2 separate regions of the Zea mays genome follow, and region 1 is linked to region 2. A link is a contact called in public Hi-C data. All regions are on one chromosome and are shown on one strand. The core of a region is the stretch at or near the end of the contact, and the rest is flanking DNA. Distances in the headings are between cores, read along the strand shown.

Region 1 (4,475 bases), core at 579-3,078, 360 kb after region 2:
ATATCCCACGGGTTTATTTATTATCGGACATGATAATAATCTCTACTATATTAAAGTACTAGCTTTTCTAGTTGCACGCTTCTACTATCATCATTCTTATAAAAAAGAACTTTTTATATTTCTTTGTAATTAACCCGCCGTCCTTTTGATTTGATGGGATCCAATTTCCATCGGTATATAAATAAAGATTCGAACCATGGTTATTAGGTCCAAACTCACACTCACACTTGCCTAACCAACAGATACACATATCTTTGTGCTTTATAATCTACACTCAGGTATAAATGTAAAGCATAGTAACCTAAGTACGGGCACTTTGCTAGTGCAAGCATGAGTGATGACTTTGGACGTGCGAGAAGCGAAAATCCCCAGCCACATACTGTGGAGTGTGCGCAGTTATTATTATTAGGCACGAGATGGTCGCTTGCTGCCTGTCCTAAAGACTTGTTTGGTTTACTTCGTGGCACATCTGTCTGAGTCAGCCAGCGAGGCAACAACCTTAGAGTGTGTTTAGTTGTGAGATAGCTAGGACTGAGACGTCGGATAACTGGGAACAACATTGGGATAGTCTTGTCTCAACTCTTGACCCTGAACCAAATAAATTTATTTGAGGGATCGTCCCATCTCATCTCGTCTTATCATTGCAACAAAACATACCTTAGGTGTTGGATTTTGATCGTCTGGGATTGAGATTGCGTGTGTGGCAGGCAAATGCCTCACAGGCTCTCAACCAAACAGGCCCTATAACTTTGGACTGAATTGCCTGGACGCAAATTAACAACCTTCGCGCGTCCATGCATGCTTTCACGTACGTGGCGGATCCGATCCGACGGTGACTCTAATGCAAGGGATTGTTTGGTAGAGCTCCGTTCCATAATTTTCTAGCTCCGAGAGCTGATTTTCTAATGAAGTGATTTTGAGTGATTCTCTACCGAAAGTGAATCTATTTGACAAAAATTGTTTGGTAAATAGGTCATAAAGTGATTAACAAGGGGTTAAAGAGTGGGTGGTGGGAAGCAGGTTTTTTGGCTCCCACTTTTTAATACAAAGTAGAAATTAGATTTACTGTACTCTTACTATAAAGCACCTCAAAATTTTATCGTTTGACTTGGTAGAAGTGATTTTCGGTGGGAGAGAATACCTCTAACGCCCCCTTGTTACTACTGGCGGCTGTACTGCTGCTTGCTGGCGCCACCGGAATTCTGAGACAACACGGATACAAAACGACAAGACCCCACTCGACGACGTCGCATGCAGATGAAGCGCAATTTTGGAAGAAGAAAAATAAGAAGAGAACTTTCATAGTGCGTAGTAAATTCCAAACTGAAAACGACCAACGCGCTTAAGTTTCTCTGGACTATGCTTGAAGAAGAAGAAGCAGCCTGGATTTAGCACGCGCATACGTAATGCTCGCTCGTCGTACACGGAAATTTTCAAATACATACACAATACAAATACACGACGTGGACCGTGCCCAAGAAAGCCCATCTGGCTGTGCAGACCAGTCGGGCCCACGGGGCAGTGGGACCGGATTTCTCGAAGCGCGGGCCGGCATACCGTCCCGGGCCCACCTGTCAGGTGGAGCCGCCCGCCGCTAGGCGCCTAGTGCACTCGGGCGCCTGCGCGACCAGGCCCGAAGCTTCTTCCCGGGCCCGCACCACGGATCAGGATCCGTCCCGCCAACGTGGGCGCGCGGCATTGGTCGGTCCGGAGCGGTTTCGCGTCATCGATGCGGTTCGCTGATACGGCAATACGGCATGCATGAGCGGCGACGCACGCACGCACTAGAAGGAAACTTCTGGGGGAGTCCGGAGAAGCTTTCGTTCCTTCGTCCTTCTCCTTCCCACCGCCACGCCACGCCACGCCACGCCGGCTCGGTACATATACTAGCCTGCCTCGATCGGCCTCCCTCGCATTCCCCCTCGATCGGCCTCCCTCCCCCAAGATCCTCCACTCGATCCCAAACAAACCAACAAATCCATCCATCGCACATGGACGCGTTCTTCTCGGCCTCCTCCGCGTCGGCGCCCTACGGCTACGGCGCCGGCGGATGGAGCTACGACTCGCTCAAGAACTTCCGCCAGATCACCCCCGCCGTCCAGACCCACCTCAAGCTCGTACGTCCCCCGTTCGCGATTCTCCCTGTTCTTCTCGTCGTGGGCGTGCGTTTCAGAAATTCCGGGGGCTATAGTCGTTGTGACTCGCGCAATTAGCATTTCGTATTTTTTTAAAAATATATATCAGTCGTTGGTTTCGTGCGTTCCAGAAATTCTCCTGCGGGTTGCGTGTAGCTGATGCGTAATTCCCTGACGTAATCTTGTGATTCGCGCGCGTCGTGTTCCTTGCGTTGAGAACTGCAACTGCGGATGCCACCGATTCGATCGATTCGTCACTTTAAGAACATGCATGATCCGGTTAGAACAGCAAGATATGATAAATCGATTTGAATCCAAATCTGACCCTCTGGTTCGGCTTGGTTGCCTGCAGGTCTACCTCACCCTGTGCGCGGCGCTGGCCTCGTCGGCGGTGGGCGCTTACCTGCACGTGGTCTGGAACATCGGCGGTACGCTGACAATGCTCGGTTGCGTCGGCAGCATCGCCTGGCTCTTCTCGGTGCCCGTCTACGAGGAGGTCAGTCCGTCCGCCCGTGATCCGTCGTGTCGTCCGTTCGTCTCTCCTTCGTCAGTTGACACAACCGAAATTGTCCATTGCGCCTTCGTCTCTCACACTGTGTTGCCCTGTTTGTGCGCGTGCGTGTGTGCAGAGGAAGAGGTATGGGCTGCTGATGGCGGCTGCCCTCCTGGAAGGCGCTTCGGTCGGACCCCTCGTCAAGCTCGCCGTGGAATTTGACCCAAGGTAACCTTGCACTTGTCGTCTTGTCTCTCGGAAATTGCCTGCGCTGTGCGCTGCTTGATTAAGATAATAATAATACAGTAATAATCAGGATTCGAACGCTACCAGGCTGGCAATGCGTCACCAGCCCGCCATAAGTTGTAGTAGTAGACAAATGCTTAGATGACGAATGGCTGTTTTTTTTCCCTCAGCATCCTGGTGACGGCGTTCGTGGGGACTGCCATCGCGTTCGCGTGCTTCACCGGCGCGGCCATGGTGGCCAGGCGCAGGGAGTACCTCTACCTGGGTGGGCTGCTCTCGTCGGGGCTCTCCATCCTGCTCTGGCTGCAGCTAGCCGGCTCCATCTTCGGCCACTCCGCAACCAGCTTCATGTTCGAGGTGCCTGCCTGCCTCTATCCTCTTTTAATTTATAATCCGATGGAGCAACAGTGTATCCATTGCTTGTCCGTCTGTGAGATGCATGCACACAGCAGCCTTGGCTTGAACACTTGCTTGCTTTCTCCTCCTGCAGGTCTACTTCGGGCTGCTCATCTTCCTGGGCTACGTGGTGTACGACACGCAGGAGATCATCGAGAGGGCGCACCGCGGCGACATGGACCACGTCAAGCACGCCCTCACCCTCTTCACAGACTTCGTGGCCGTCCTCGTCCGCGTCCTCGTCATCATGGTGAGTGAGCTCTTTCCTCTTGGTGATGATGCTGGGTTGCTGCCGCGGATTATATTGGTGGAATAGCTTGCGCATGATTTTGATTTCAGATTTCTCCCTGTGCTGCCGGTGGCGGTTGTTTCTGAATGGCTGTACTGACCGAACCGTTGGTGTTGCATGCTCTGCAGCTCAAGAACGGGGCCGACAAGTCGGAGGACAAGAAGAGGAAGAAGAGGTCGTGAGCGCGTCGAGAAGGGAAGCTCTTCCACTTCCACATATGCATAGGAGTAACTGCTGGGGTTCCTTCCTGGGGTGGAAGTGTGGAACTGAGCTGAGTGTTCAGAAGTGTTCCTTTGTTCGGCACCTTTGTTCTCTTCCTCTCTTGATGAGTCTGTAAATAGCTATGTCAATCTGGTTAAGCTTGGTTTGGTTGCCTGTGCCTGTGTTCGCTGGCCTTTGGATAGAATGCAAATTAAAGATGTTGCTATTGCACAGTCCATTCCTGTCCTTGTTTGTGACGGTTTATAGTAGTAGTGATGATCGTCACCCGTTTCTGGTGGCTGGAACATGCCGCCGCCGCCGTAACGAGCCGACGGCCAGCGCCCAGCGTGGACGAGTGAGACCGACGCACTGCGGACTGCCGTGCCGCCGTACTGTCCTGTCGTGGACTGGTAAGGAGAGGGGAGTGGTGGCTGTCTATCACATCGATGTTGACCGAATGACAGTAATACTACTCTACCCTTTCTAAATTCTGACGAAGCCAAGATAAACCTGCGGCACGGCACAGGCACAGCCGATAGAGCACACCGACACATGTTGCCTCCTGTCCTGGCTCTGCTTTCTTTAGCAGCAGCAGCAGCACAGTAGGCCCTCGCGTTCTATCGGGGGTCTCTTTCGGTTTCAGCTTTGCCTTGCTTCTCCGTTATGGTCCCTGACGGGTGTTGTTTGGTTCACGAAATGTAACGCAAAGGGTAAT
Region 2 (4,586 bases), core at 1,193-3,692:
ACCGTTCCGCGGTTCCGTTGCACGGCGTCCTTGTCACCCTCCCTCTGCTGCACGGCGGTGCCGAGCGGGGCGCGGAGGCGGGCGGGGAGCTGGGCCTTCCAGAAGTCGAGCGTGGCGAAGGGCGGCTGCGCGGCGGCGGCGGCGGTGGTGGCGCTGCCGCCGTCGTCCGCGGTGGCGACGACGAGGCCGGCTGCCCAGCGCGGGCGCCAGGCCCAGCCGAGCAGCAGGCCGAGGAGGGCCGCCGCCCACAGGGGCCCCGCGAGGAGCGCCATCTCCCAGGCCGCCCCCCACGCCGTGGGCTGCTCCAGCACCCTGCCCACCGCCGACAGCACGTACCCCATCGGAGCCGACCGGCCGAGCAGTCGACGGCGTAGGGGGTCGGACGCGGCGGTGTGTGTGTGGGGGCAGGGTAGGGGGAGGGATGGAGGGAGGGAGGAAGGAGGGGGGCTTTACGGCCTCTGGCGAGGATTAAAGACTCGATTTTTTTGTTTGGTTTAGGGAAGGGTAAGGTGTGGTGCACGAGCAGGGATGGAGGCGTGTGGACACGGTGCATGGACTATCTCACTCTTGACCTCCCTATCTTTTCTACCTATCTGATTTCTAAACCTTTCATTTTTGTACTTTGCAGAGTTTAAATAATCAATCCCACCCTACTTTATTTGGAGTTCGCAGAGCTGCGTGGATGCTACGTGATATGGTAAACAAAAACAAGAGCTGAGTCTGGTGGGCATTTGTTTATTGGTTAGGACTTAAGCGTTTCATCATTTTTTTGTTAAAAAAGAAAAGAAAAGGTATGGTTTGCCCTTTGGTGTTCTAACTCATGTATTATAGATTATAATAGCGTGCTGATGGTGTGTGCTTACTTACCGCATCATCTCATTAGCTGTTGGTTGTGAAGTCGCTTTCCTAAGCATTCCATGTATCCCCGACTCCCCGTGTTGTTCCTTAAAGGCACAAAGGGTACACAGCTAAAAGGAATATGCTATGCCCGTGGCTTCTAGGCTTGCCAAACTACACAAAAAGGGCCATGCATAACTATTAGTCCGTAGCAACATGACGTTTGATTAGGTGTGGAAAAAACAAAATCTTCGTCCAAATAAATCAGCTCCTAGAGCAAAAAGGGGGGGGGGGGGGGGGGGGGGAATCGGACCAATCTTACATGTTGGATCAGCTCCTAGAAAATTGATTTGTTTATTCAGGAACCGAGGTAGTATTTTACATGGAGAGTGTTATTCAAACATGCGATTTGGTGGGTGGTCAACTCGGTAAACCCTTCCGATCCTATGCTTCTACGATACGTCATTGTTCTTGGCTGAGACTAATTGACTAAATCACCCTAGAGTCAGTCACGTACTCTTTCTCAATTCCCCTCCTCTCCCATGTTGGATATATCCCACAAAAGCGATAAGGGGATATAATAGAACCCAAAAAAAATATTAGTGAGACAAAAGAAACTCACTTTTCTTTTCTTTTTTCATTTGATGAAAGGGGCGCTCTTGTCTTGTGGCCGTACGATGCAGCAGCCCATGGACCGGGCGCATGCACTGCCGCGACAAGCCCAGCCCAACCCCAAAGCGATAAGGGGATCTGGGGGCTGAGGCTGCCGGTGGCGCGCGTCGATTCCGGTGGGGGCCCAAATCTCACTCCCGTCCAACGCCGCGCCGCCACGTCGGCTCGCGACTCGCTTTGGTGCCCCACTCCCCCCCTCGCCGGCGGCGTCACATCGCCACCACTAATCGGGTCGGGCCGGTCGGCCGTCGTGAGTGGCAGCATCCGTGCTTTTTTTTTTGCGTGCTCTGTGCTATATTTTTGCCCCCCCTTGTGTCTGCCACCCATATTGTTGGTACTTCTCCAACACAGATTTTTCTTGCTGCACGAGCTGACACGTCGCGGGTAGTGATCCGAGCACGTCTAGCGTGGCTAGAGAGCTTGTCGCCTTGGCCGTAAGGACACTTGTAAAACATGTACATCATCGAATATTAAAACCACGCATTTTAAACATCATCTTCAGTTAATATCTTTTACAAACAGCGCCTAACTGAGTTTATATGAAAACATGTAATGGCATACTTCAAAACGAAAGGATGTCATCCTATATAGGTTTTGGTCTAAAAAAGAAAAATGAAACATTTTTTATTTCTTTGGATTTTTTTAAAATATATCTGATTTGTCTTCTCAAACTTTTAACTTAGTTTAGCCCATATGATATGGATCACCACATCAGTAAAACCACTATAGGTGAAAAACAATTGTTTTTTAAAAGGCGAGGGATGCCAAAAAAAATTCTTCTGATTTTGGAATTCAACGAGCAAAATGAGACGAGGGAGTTAAATTGGATTTCCTGGATATAAGAATGAAAGGAAGCCATGGCCCACGAAACACGCGTCCATCCCTCTCTCCGGCCCGGCCCACAAACTCACCTCGTCATCTCCCCCTCAAACTGTCGGATAAGCCGCGCGCCGTCGCCGTGGCCATGGCGTCCCTCTCCCCCGCGCTCCTCCCCGGCGCCGGCGTGACCCTCCTCCGAGCGCCGCCCGTGTTCCGCGTCACCGCCTCTTCCTCGAGCTCGGGGAGCAAGAAGGGCAAGAAGCCCAAGAGCGGCAGCAAGGGCAAGGACACCAAGGCGCTGGAGCCTCCAGCGCCCGTGGTCCGCCGCGCGCCGCCGGGAAGCGCCTCCATATTCCAGCAGCAGAAGAATGAGGCGGCGTCCAGGGCCGGGGGCGCCGGTGGGAAGGGGCCCACGGAGGAGGAGCTACGGCAGCGGCAGGCCAACGAGAACGCCTTCCTCCTCGCCTGGCTTGGGCTAGGCATCATCATCCTTGTCGAGGGCATCGCACTCGCCGCCTCCGGTAATATACGTACTAGCAATTTGGTCTCCAACTTACAGTGCTGCACTCACTTTGATTATGGTGGACTGTTGGTGAATTCAGTTTAGAATATGACTGTAGTCTCCCCAATTGAGGAACTTTGTGCGTACATATGACTATATTAACACAAGGGATGGTGCTATTATTCTGTCAACTATTGATGAATTGAACAAAATTGTCATGGTGGTGGCATTGTGGTAGTTTTTTAGCTCACATGGCAGCTTTTTACCTTTCATAAATAGTCACTGGTGGCTTTTTTTACCTTTCATAAATCGCATTATAGTACTCAAGACATGAGAAATCTTCAAATGTAACATATTGGTGCAGCGATCATCGCAACTCTGGAATTGCCAGGTGCAATTCCTGAATCCTGAACCAATGATACATTGAAGTAATCAGCGACATGAATCTGAGTGTAGCATGATGCACAAAACTATCAAAGAAAGCATAAAACTACTAGTTAAGTTGTGAAAGCTTTTGGTACTGCAGAACTGCTGAGCCAAGTAGTCATGTTTTGAACTTGTATGTCATGCAGGTTTTCTGCCAGAGGAATATGACAGCTTCTTTGTTAAGTACCTTTATCCATCGTTCACTCCAACAGTTGTTCTGTTTTTGGCTGGTACGGTTGGGTATGGTGTCCTCAAATACTTTGAAAGCGAGAAAAGCAAAAGCTAGATGACAGCACGAAGGTGAGACTAAATATAATCATCTTGTGAACATCTAGGCTTTACTTCTCCTAATTTTGTTCACACGCTATTCTACAGTTTATGGTATGTTATGCTTCACTAGAAAGTCAAGATTGAATGATTTCACGATAGAGCTGCTGGTGGATAAGGGCATCTCTTACTCTAGACATCACGATAGAAATATTGATTGATGAGTGAATCTCTTACTCTAGACATCACGATAGAAATATTGATTGATGAGTGAATCTCTTACTCCAGCTGGACCATAGGTTATTTAAGTTGCTCTAAACAGTTTTGTTCCTAGCATTTGTTTTAATGCATGTAATGATGCATAAAGATGCTATTGTGGTATCTACAAATTATAAATCCTGCAATGTGGTAATAATGTGCTTCATAATTAGGTTCTGGATGGTACAAGAAGAGTAACACTGAATAGTAATAATGTGCTTCATAATTAGGTTCTGGATGGTACACCTCAAGAGTTTCTTTTAAGGAAAAAGGGGTTCGTAGTCATTGCTAAGTTTTTTTTTTGCAATGCATATTTGTTTTTTCTGGAAGTTTCACATTACAATTATCTAGACTGGTAGATAATACTTCAATATCATTAGTTTTATCATGATGTTAACTTTCATGATAACATTTGTGCACACTAGTAGCTTCTAGAATCTAGGTGTCCAAAAATAATGTTCCATGCAAAGGTTTTCATGTTTTTTTCATAGGTTTATGTCTGTCTCTGCAACTGCCATCCATTCCCTGCCTCTGATGCTGTTACTAACTTTTATCTTCTTTGATGCAGCATGTTTGGAGCAATGATGAGGGTAGAGTTAGCAAATGTGCTTGTTATGTATGAAGTAGCTTAAAGCAGCAGATATGTGCCAGAGAATAGGCTGGTGTTTTTATTTATTTTTCCTTATATCCTGCATCCCAAATTCCTAATTATTCTTTTTTGTTTGTTTGTAAATTAACGATCAATGGATACTTTCCTGAATATGTATTAAGTTGAGTTGTATATTGGTTTTTGGCGATCAATTGG

Evidence for each region. A called contact is a pair of places that touch in the nucleus more often than the background predicts.
Region 1: a contact with region 2 is called in a Hi-C map of endosperm, with 4 times the contacts expected there. The contact joins the promoter of LOC100272936 here to the promoter of LOC100278883 in region 2. A contact is called at or near these places in 7 of 25 Hi-C or Micro-C datasets (bundle sheath, ear, endosperm and 2 more).

Annotation. Positions count from the first base shown.
Region 1 is chr5:75,068,335-75,072,809 of Zm-B73-REFERENCE-NAM-5.0, forward strand. LOC100272936 reads left to right here and starts at 1,829. Exons shown (of 6, transcript NM_001147388.1): 1 at 1,829-2,117; 2 at 2,488-2,631; 3 at 2,765-2,856; 4 at 3,045-3,231; 5 at 3,365-3,520; 6 at 3,688-3,992. The coding sequence starts at 1,992. The coding sequence ends at 3,741.
Region 2 is chr5:74,703,137-74,707,722 of Zm-B73-REFERENCE-NAM-5.0, forward strand. It overlaps LOC100278883 (Protein LOW PSII ACCUMULATION 2 chloroplastic), which reads left to right and starts at 2,443. Exons shown (of 3, transcript NM_001152015.1): 1 at 2,443-2,849; 2 at 3,403-3,556; 3 at 4,350-4,578. The coding sequence starts at 2,474. The coding sequence ends at 3,542. LOC100191642 (Polyketide cyclase/dehydrase and lipid transport superfamily protein) reads right to left here and starts at 427. Exons shown (of 5, transcript NM_001348730.1): 1 at 1-427. The coding sequence starts at 341.